Regions from separate parts of the Mus musculus genome. Here regions 2 and 3 are each linked to region 1. Evidence: chromatin contacts called from public promoter capture Hi-C data. All regions are on one chromosome and are shown on one strand. The core of a region is the stretch at or near the end of the contact, and the rest is flanking DNA. Distances in the headings are between cores, read along the strand shown.

Evidence for each region. Promoter capture Hi-C pulls out the DNA fragments that hold promoters and counts their contacts.
Region 2: a contact with region 1 is called in a promoter capture Hi-C map of pre-B cells. The contact joins the promoter of 2010109A12Rik here to the promoter of G3bp2 in region 1. A contact is called at or near these places in 2 of 39 promoter capture datasets (neutrophils and pre-B cells), 1 of 484 Hi-C or Micro-C datasets (CD4 T cells) and 1 of 115 datasets of contacts at active chromatin or transcription factors (thymic regulatory T cells).
Region 3: a contact with region 1 is called in a promoter capture Hi-C map of pre-B cells. The contact joins the promoter of Septin11 here to the promoter of G3bp2 in region 1. A contact is called at or near these places in 2 of 39 promoter capture datasets (cranial neural crest and pre-B cells).

The regions. Positions count from the first base shown.
Region 1 is chr5:92,082,230-92,085,143 of GRCm38.p6, forward strand. It overlaps G3bp2 (GTPase activating protein (SH3 domain) binding protein 2), which reads right to left and starts at 1,515. Exons shown (of 11, transcript NM_001080795.2): 1 at 1,300-1,515. It overlaps Gm46933, which reads left to right. Exons shown (of 2, transcript XM_017321256.1): 2 at 643-1,936. The coding sequence ends at 1,344.
Region 2 is chr5:93,205,057-93,207,970 of GRCm38.p6, forward strand. It overlaps 2010109A12Rik (RIKEN cDNA 2010109A12 gene), which reads left to right and starts at 1,462. Exons shown (of 3, transcript NM_029363.1): 1 at 1,462-1,667. The coding sequence starts at 1,624. It overlaps Ccni (cyclin I), which reads right to left and starts at 1,439. Exons shown (of 7, transcript NM_017367.3): 1 at 858-1,439.
Region 3 is chr5:93,091,860-93,094,773 of GRCm38.p6, forward strand. It overlaps Septin11 (septin 11), which reads left to right and starts at 1,557. Exons shown (of 10, transcript NM_001009818.2): 1 at 1,557-1,738. The coding sequence starts at 1,712.

The DNA of each region.
Region 1 (2,914 bases), core at 265-2,764:
ACCTAAAGACCATAAAGGGATCACTGAATTTCGCTAAATCAAGTGTTTACTCAAAGTTTGGTTCACATGCCTAGGGCTACAATAACTGCCAAATATGGAATTGGGACAAGAAATTACTATCCTCACTTAGAATTAGTGCATCCTTTTAAACTGCAGCTAATGGTTCCCCTGCCTAGGTACTTGGAACAAGCGAGGTATAGTGTCTAGAATCTAAAAACCAGAAACCTTAAGCTAATCAACTGCACAACAATCACACCCGGAGAGAAGGGGGCAATTTTCCTTGATTCAGATTTGCTGCACGTGTTTTGTTTTTAAGAAGCAAAAGGCATCTCCTCAATGTTTTTTGTGCTTTGGTTTAAAACTAGTTATATCTTGGGAGTAGAAATTGTGAACACGACCCTACAGCCCCCCCCCCCCCCCAAAGCACCACAGGGGTACCTAAATAAATCTGCCCTTAGAGACGCAGGAAAACCTCAATCAGACTCCACTAACGAAATCCACACCATTTAGGGAAACTTACGTTCTTCTCCCCTTGTCCTACCCCAAAGAATAGCAGGGGGAGAAAAGCCCATTCCCAAAGCACTGAAACGTCCTTTTTATTCCTGGGTAACAGGAGAGATTGTCTGCAGAAAAAGGACGTAGGAGACGCACGTTACAGTCCCAGTATCCGAACACGTTCGGGATAATCCGGGGAGGGCGGGGGGAAACGCCGAGCACCCGGCAAGTGGAGCGGCGGCCACCTTCAACCCCGGATTCAGTTTCCGGGCACAGAAATGGTGCCCGGAGGCCGCTACTTTCGCATCTGCGTTGCTTCTGCCTCCGCCGACACGGCCTCCTTCCCCTCCCCCACGGGCGGGGCGACGACCGGGAACTAGGGCCGCCGGCGAGCGGAGGAACCAGGCGGGTGGGCTTCCTACCCTGAAACCGCCTCTGCAGGAGCCCACTGCCCCGCTTCGCGGCTTGGCGCCCGTTGGCGCGCTCTGGGAGCTGGCGGCGGACAGGGTACCCCCGGGCTGCTTCATCCTAGCAATCCCCAGCCCCACCTGTGCCCTCCTCTGCACCACGCGCGCAGGTCATCCTCCTCCCCACGCAGCCTTCCGCTCACCTTGCAGGAAAGGCTCGGCTCTGCACGCACGCACGCACTCTTGCTGGCGTAGGCAGCCGGCGAGAACAATGTTTCCGCCGCACCAACCCCGACACCAAGCGCACACACCGGACGGTTGCCGCGAGCCGCGGAGCGGAGGGAAATGTCCCCTGCCGACCACCACACCGACCGCCCCTCTCGGCCCCCGTACACACCTCCAACCAACAGCGGCGGCGGGCACGTCGCGCGGAGGTCAGTAGTGTCGCGGGATCGGCCGCAGCAGATTCTCCTCCCTCGAAGCAACCCGAGGCTTCGGAATCCGGAGAGCCGCGAGCTCGGGGCCCCTCACAGCCACCTCTTCCCGAGAGCCTAGAGCTGCAACGAGCTCCAAGAACACGGACGTCCCGCCCCCTTTGCCGCCGCCCCCTCTTATTGTTTTACCCCTGCGGAAAGGGCTAGGGAACCCCCCAGCACAGCGCCAGCCAATCAGGCATCAGTTTGGAGAGCTAGACCCAACCTTCTCGCGTCCCACTGCGGAGCACGCGCAGAACGGCGCCGCGCTCGCTCGCTCGCTCGCTCGGGCGTCCGGAAAGCCAGGGAACCGGAACCGGCCTAAAGTCGGGGCGAGAGCCCGCTGATTTGACGTCACAAGGAAGCTGCCTTTCTCTTGCAGTGATGCTGAAGCCTCCCTGTCCTCTCAGGTGGCGCGAACAAAAAAGATGGCTCGCCGCTAACCAGTGGCTTTTACAAACGGTTATTCCTGGAGCCTTTATTCGTGATAAGAGGGAGCAAATTTAGTAATGGTCCTGGTTGCTGCGTTATCGGAGCATTAAAATGCAGTTTTGAACTCTGCACAGTGAGCTCACCTGTATTGCTTAATTAGCCTGTTTTAGGAAATGGAGGTTTAAAAGTCTTTCTCATCAATGTCAAACAGCTAGTTTTAAATAAGGGTGCCGAGCTATGGAGTATGGGGAAAGTATGACATAGGCTGTATGGGCTTGGGGCTTTTGTATGGCCTTGGTGGCTTCATCCTTAAATGGAACTTACTGGAACAAAGGCTGAAAGGCTTAAAATTTAAAAAAGAAAAAAAAAGCCACTTATAAATCTATGCCACTGGGACTTAGTTATGGAAACAACACTGCTTCATGAACCTTGATTCATGGGGAAAAAAAAGCCTTTGTAGACCAAATGTTACTTTGCCACTAATAGCAATGTTTTCAATTTCAAGATAGCAGAAGAAACTGGGAATGAAGCTATGAAACGGTGAAAGGAACGGAAGGGCAATTGAGAGGAATAGAACACATTTTAATCAAGCAAAATGCAGGATTAAATACATCCTCAGTTTTCCCTCACAGTAGAGATTTCCTAGAAGAAGAAAAAAAAAAGGTTCACAAAAGGCAATGCTGATTGGTACTTGAGCCTCCAAAATCTACACTGGCATTATTTTGGATTGCTTAATAATTTTTATATGCAAAATATATAGGCAGACCATCATTTATTAAATGACTCTGAGATGGTTTTTCTTAATGCATTACTTCTGCAGATTACCTTTTAAGTACAGTGTTTATAGACCAGATACGCTACTGGTATTTTATAAAAGTCACTTATGTCTCACAAAAACCCACTTACGTAATTACCTATTTGAATGCACACTTTACAGATGAGGAAAGTGAGACTTACGAGACGGTTTACCCTAAGGACACGCTCGTATTACTCATCTCAGCCAGGCTCGGGGCTACATACCTCTAATCCCAGCACCTGGGAAGCAGAGGCAGGAAGATCACAAGGTCTAGGCTGACCTGGTCTACGAAGCAGATTCTAAGTCAGCCA
Region 2 (2,914 bases), core at 212-2,711, 1.1 Mb after region 1:
GAATAAACAAATACTCTTGGCTTTTAACCTAACCCTTTTTTTAACCCCTTTTAAGACAGGGTACATACATATATGTATGTGTGTGTATGTCTCCATCCCTAGCTGTCCAGAAAGTTTCTAGGTTTACCAGGCTGCTGTTCAAACACTCAATGGCTCTTCACTGACAAAGTGAAACGTAAGTATTTTACTTTGCTATTCTAAGACCTTCAGTTGATCCATTTACCTCGTTGATCTATTTACCTCACACTTTCCACGAATTTACTACACAATGTTCAACTTCTGCCTAAATGACCTGCGGTGGAGCAGGCTAACTCTGCAGAGAGCATTTAGCTCTTGCAAAATTCGGCATTTTTCTGTCCTTTATGATGCAACTCAGTTCCCTCACCTCTCTAGTTTCCTCCACCGGCCCAAGCCCTAGACGACGTTACACTCCCGCGCGCGGTGTGTGGGTGGCGGGGGGGGGGGGGGGTAGGGCAGAGGAAGATAACTATTGGCTTGACATTCACAATACTCTGCCCGGTAAATTATGTTCGGTGGTCACGAGGGATCGGTGGCTTCTGTGGGTGGGGGTGTGTCACCTTCTTTATTAGCACTGGCTCGCGGAGCCTGGAACTGGCACCCCAGTCGGTGACGGGCTGTGGCTACAAGTTACTTGGGGACCAAAAAAAAAAAAAAAAAAGAAAAAAAGGCCGGGCTCAAAGGAAACCCACGCAGCGCTGCCAGAGACGGCGAGGGGGTCCCCGAGGTGCCCAGGAAAGGTTCGCCGAGGGGACCGGTCCTCGGGGGAGCGGCGCGCGCCCCCGCGAGCTCCCACTCCAGCGGCGCGCACGGCGACCGCGCCGCGCCCCCGCCCTCACCTTCTTCTTCTCCTCCTCTTCCTCCTCCTCCTCCTCCCCGGCAGAGCTGTAGGCCTCACAGTGGTGACGCGGGGTCATCCGGGGGCCCGTTACCACCTCATGATCCTCGGCGCGCGGCAGCGGGGCGCGCGGGACCAGGGCCGGGCCGTCTGAGGAGGGAGAAGAGGGCAAACCGGGCCGGCGGGCGCGGGTACTCGGGCGGGACGCACGGCTGCGGCCGAGGGGTCACTCAGCGAACTAGTTCCATGATGACCCTGGGCCCGAGGCCGCCGCCGCCGGTCCCGCTCCTCCGACCGCCGCCGCTGGTGCCCGGGTGAGGAGGGGGCGCCCTCTCGCCATAGGGCGGCGGGGGCCGGGGAGAGGCGCGGGGTGAGGCCGGCTCTGCCCCTGCCCGAGGGAAACGCCTCCGAGGGGAAATGGTGGAAGGGGGGAAGGGGAAAAAAGAAAAGAAAAGGAAGGGGAAAGGGGGAGAAAATAAGAAAAAGCGAGACAGAGGCGCTGGCGCGTCCGCTCGCGGGGGAAGGCTGGGGAGGGAGGAGCGTACGAAAAAGCGCCGGCCGCCTAGCCCCGCCCTCGCGGACTGATTTCGGCCGCGCGTGTCTGTAAACAACGCCAGTGTTCTCGTCTCTTCCTGGCCACCTCCGGTGTCCCACGGACGCATAGGAGAGTTTGAACAAAGACGAACTTCCGTGTCTTATGGACGCACAGGAGAGTTTGAACAAAGACGAGCTTCCGGAGACGACCTGGGGAAGGCGCTGGGACTGGGATGAAAAGGGAAAGTGCATTTTGTGTGCACAAAGAGAAGGAAAGGTGCGCGGACTCTTTTTCCTCGGGCGCGCGGAAGAACCCCCGCCGCCTGTTCGGTGACGTAAGAGGCTTGTTAGCCGAGGAGGCGTGCAGTGGCCGGAGAGTGTGCTGCGCATGCGCCTCTGGAAAGAAAGGAGCCTAGCCTCAGGGAAGGGTTTCTGGGTGAGCGCCTGCGCCCAACCTAGAGTCTCCCAGTGTTTCCCAGCCCAACTTGTCCTTAGCCCTCCTGAACGAATTTATTAGACGTGGATGGAGATCTTTTGTGTAAAGATCACATTCTTTGTTGACCTTACGCAAAATTATGTTGTCCCGTTCCTATTAGTGAGTAAGGACATGCATCTTTTTAACCATCCTGTGGGTGATGGGAGACTGAAGCACTTTAGAATTAAGAAAATTAAGGGGATCATATCCTGCGTGCTTAAGGCTACTTGTAAAAACAGTGGATTAGACTACTGACGGCTTGGCTGTGCGCCAATGGAATTCTAGTCATGAGCCAGTATGTCTAGTATTTCAGGGTCCTGTTTATCACTAACTAGGTCCTTAACGAATGTGAACTAAATGTGTTTTATTTACTTGAGTACTTTTTACTCCAGTTGGTAAATTTTGCAAATCTTACAATGGTTCTACTTATGAAAAGAATGCAGATAGCTTTGGGAAGAAGGGGAGACCTGGAACTTAACCATTTACCTAGTCAAGCATTCATTTTACATCACTGGAAAAAAACAAAAACAAAAACAAAAAAAAAACCCGATCAGGTTTTTACAGAACTGGAATTAGCTTGAAAACAAAAGGCTCCTGTCTTCAAGGAGTTTGCAACTCAGGCACAGAGATACCCATTGATCACTGTATGAAATTACCCAAAAGACTGTTTTACTCTATAGCCATCCCCTCCCCATATGAACTCATGGATGGCCTGGATCTTGTATAGTTTGTTTTATACTGCATTTCTGTATGTGAAAGGCTCTCAGTATTTGATTTCTGACCTCATAAACAAGTGTCAGTAGCAGAAGGATTAAGATGGAAAATTTCAGACCAGTGTGGAAACGCCTTTAACCTGCTCTGGGCTCTCAGTAAAGGTTTCTCTGAGGAAGTGACATTTAAGATGAGTCTTGAAACCACTGGGCAAAGAAAAATATAGGCACAGGAAGCAACATATGGAAAGCACTGAAGCTTACATTGCCTCTGAGACTCAAGGGGCAGAAAGCTGAGGTCAGAGAGGATTCTATAGGGCACAGCGGGGCTCAGGAAGC
Region 3 (2,914 bases), core at 307-2,806, 1.0 Mb after region 1:
TAAATGAGGTCCCTATTCTCAAAAGACATCTTCTCTATAGAACAGGGAGTAATCAGAACAAGTTAGTGCTGTTCAGGTCTGAGTGAGCCAGAATCTGGCTTTACATCAGAGCCTTCCTCTTTCAACACACTCTTCCCTAGGTTCCACCGCCAAGGGTGGAATTCACTCTAGGCAGCTTCTAGCTCCTCACTCACCTACCAGAGCAGCCCAGCATCAGATCAGCTACTGGTGAACCAGTGCTAGTCACTTACCCTCAGCCAAAGACTGGACAGAGAGCATCTGAATCCCGTAGCCAAAAGTGGGTTCCCAGAAACTTGGATGTTTGAAGTCTCAGGTATGACTCTCAGATGCCCGCCCTAGTTCTCCCCCCACGCCCCTGCCCCGTGGGCGCGTTCATGTGGGCTAAATACAGCCCTTCCCTTGCCTCTTCCCCTGCGCTTCAAGTCACCTACTTTCCTCAACTCACGTGAGTAGCTATCCTCACGTGATCGTGGGTCTACCATGCGTGGACACCCACAGCGCATTACACTTCTCCCTGTTAAGCCTATGTCAGATGTATGTACAAGGACCCCGCCATTTCGCCTGCCACTCAGACACTGTAATTATTCCAACATCTGCTGGGGGTGGGGGTGGGGGGAAGTCCTTCTTAGTGGTGGAGGAGCCCTCCCAGTTCCCTGTGCTGTGAGTCGCACCCACTTGTCACCCGCTTCTCGCCTTCGCTGTGCACCACACCCCGCAGCCAGGATTGAGCTTGCACGCCTCCGGGCCCTGGGTCATCCGGTCTGTCTCCGGGATCCAATATCACGTCCACTGACCTCTTCGCACCAGTAACCTCTCCAGTGTGACACGGTGGGAAAAGCTCTGGAGCAAGCTCACAAACGGCTTAATTTTTCCAGCGAGCACTCAAGTTTTTTTAATTAATTAATTAATTTCCCTGTCCCCAGCAGCGGTGGTTGGGTCGTTCACGACTAGGTCCTCTTTTTCTGGAAAAGCGGTCCCCAGCCCGGCCGCACACCACAGCGACGGCTTCCAGCAGCTGGTTTAGTCTCCTTTCTGATGGAAGGCCCAGCAGACCGGCAATTCTTTCCTCGTGGGGCGCGCTCGGCCCTAGTAAGTTACCCACCGCACCTTCTAAGAGGGCTCCTCCGGGTGGGGCGTGTCACCAGGTCAATTTTCCAGAGGTACAACCTCTGCACCCTGCGGTCCCCTAGCCTCCCTGCCCCACCCCATAGCAGCCCCAGGTGCCGGCTCCGCGCAGCGCGTGGCAGCTCGGGGTTGGGACCTCCGCGCCTAGGCTTTTACGCGGACCCCAGCACGTGTTGCAACAGGGGGAGTGTCGGGCAGTGTCCCGGCACAGGACGCTTTAATGGGACGGAAGAAAGCCACAGGAAGGAAGGTGGCTGACTTCAAAGCGTATCATCTTATCAGCTGACCAGGATCACGGTTCACCTGCTGCGTTCGTCTGCTCGGCTGGGGCTGGGGATCTCTCTGCACCCCCGTCCCGGGGCAGCTAATGGTCGAGTCCAGGCGGGAGGCCATGTTGCTGGAATAAAGCGGGCGGGGCGGCGCGGGCGAGCAGATGCGGCTGGAGGCGCGCGGGAGCCGGGCGCGAGCAGGGCGCAGCCGCGAGGGAGGCGCGGGGGAGGCCAGCGGGAGCCGGAGCACCAGCAGCAGCCAGTGTCGGTAAAGAGCAGCCAGAGCCACAGTCGCGATGGCCGTGGCGGTGGGGAGACCGAGTGTGAGTACTGGGGCCTCACTTCTCTAGCGTGCTGATCCCGGGGCGCCGGGTGGTCTCCGCTTCGGGGCGCGTGCGGGTGGAGACTTGCGGGGATCAGGAGGGGGGCTCTGGGTGGTGGCTGTTGGGGGCTGTGGGTGTGTGCATGAATTTGGGCGCGCGTCTGGGGCGGAGGGGAGCTTGGGGAGCCCGCAGGCTCAGAGCCTACCTGATGCAACATTAGATCGCTTTGGCGCGCCCCTGTTTCGGGGATGTGGGAAGAAAAGGACCCTTCTGTGAGGCGCCCTTAGAAGAGATTGCTTGAGCTGCTGCTTTCCCCAGCTACCTCTCTCTCACGGCGCACAAGGCTTAGCTGGTGACAGAGGAGGAAGGCGCTGACTGAGGAGGGTTTCCTCGCGGTTCTCTCGCGCCCTGGGGGCGATCCGGGCATGAGAATTGGGTGCTGAAGCGCTGTGTCACACGGCCGTAGAAGCGGGTCAAAGGGGTGGGATTTCCGTGGTGGTTTACTCCCCCCCCCCCCGGGTGCATTGTGAAATTCCGGACACCCTCAGGCGCCCACCCGGGTGACCCGGGCCCTGCCCAGGATGTGGACAAAGCCCTAGGCACACACACACACACACACACACAAAGTTTTCAAAGGGCTCCCTTTCGGGGTGGGTGGAAGTCCTGAAATACTCTGCGGCTGGCAGGCCGGGGGCGGCAGTAGTGAATACGGGGCTCCGGGAAGAGGAAGGGAGGGTGCGTGCCTGGAGAAGTGTCCCAGCACCCGAAGTCAGAGAGGGGATGCTCTGGGCTGGGGTACGCGCCACGGGCTGTGCCTCTGGGAGTGTAGGCTCTGGGTTTCCAACTCCGGCAGCCAGCTAGAGCGAGTAGGACTTTGAGGATGTAGTTTAGGGTCTGCTCTCTAGCCTAGGGTGAAAAGGAGGGAAGGGGCGGTGGCGGCAGTGGCCGCCTTTCCTTTTTATTGAAAGGAGCCAAGCCCAGTGGGAAAGGCGGAGTCCTCTTCTCTCGGGTTTTCTTTGTCAACGTTCATTGCCCACTTTTGCCTGGTCTGCCCTGGGGGCGACTCCGGGGGAGTCCTTCCCTGGCTAGTACCCCATCTTTTTTTTTTAAATTTTCCCTTTCGAACTTTGCAGCTAGCTTCAGGTGGTGGCCTGACATTTTGCAGATACAGAGAAA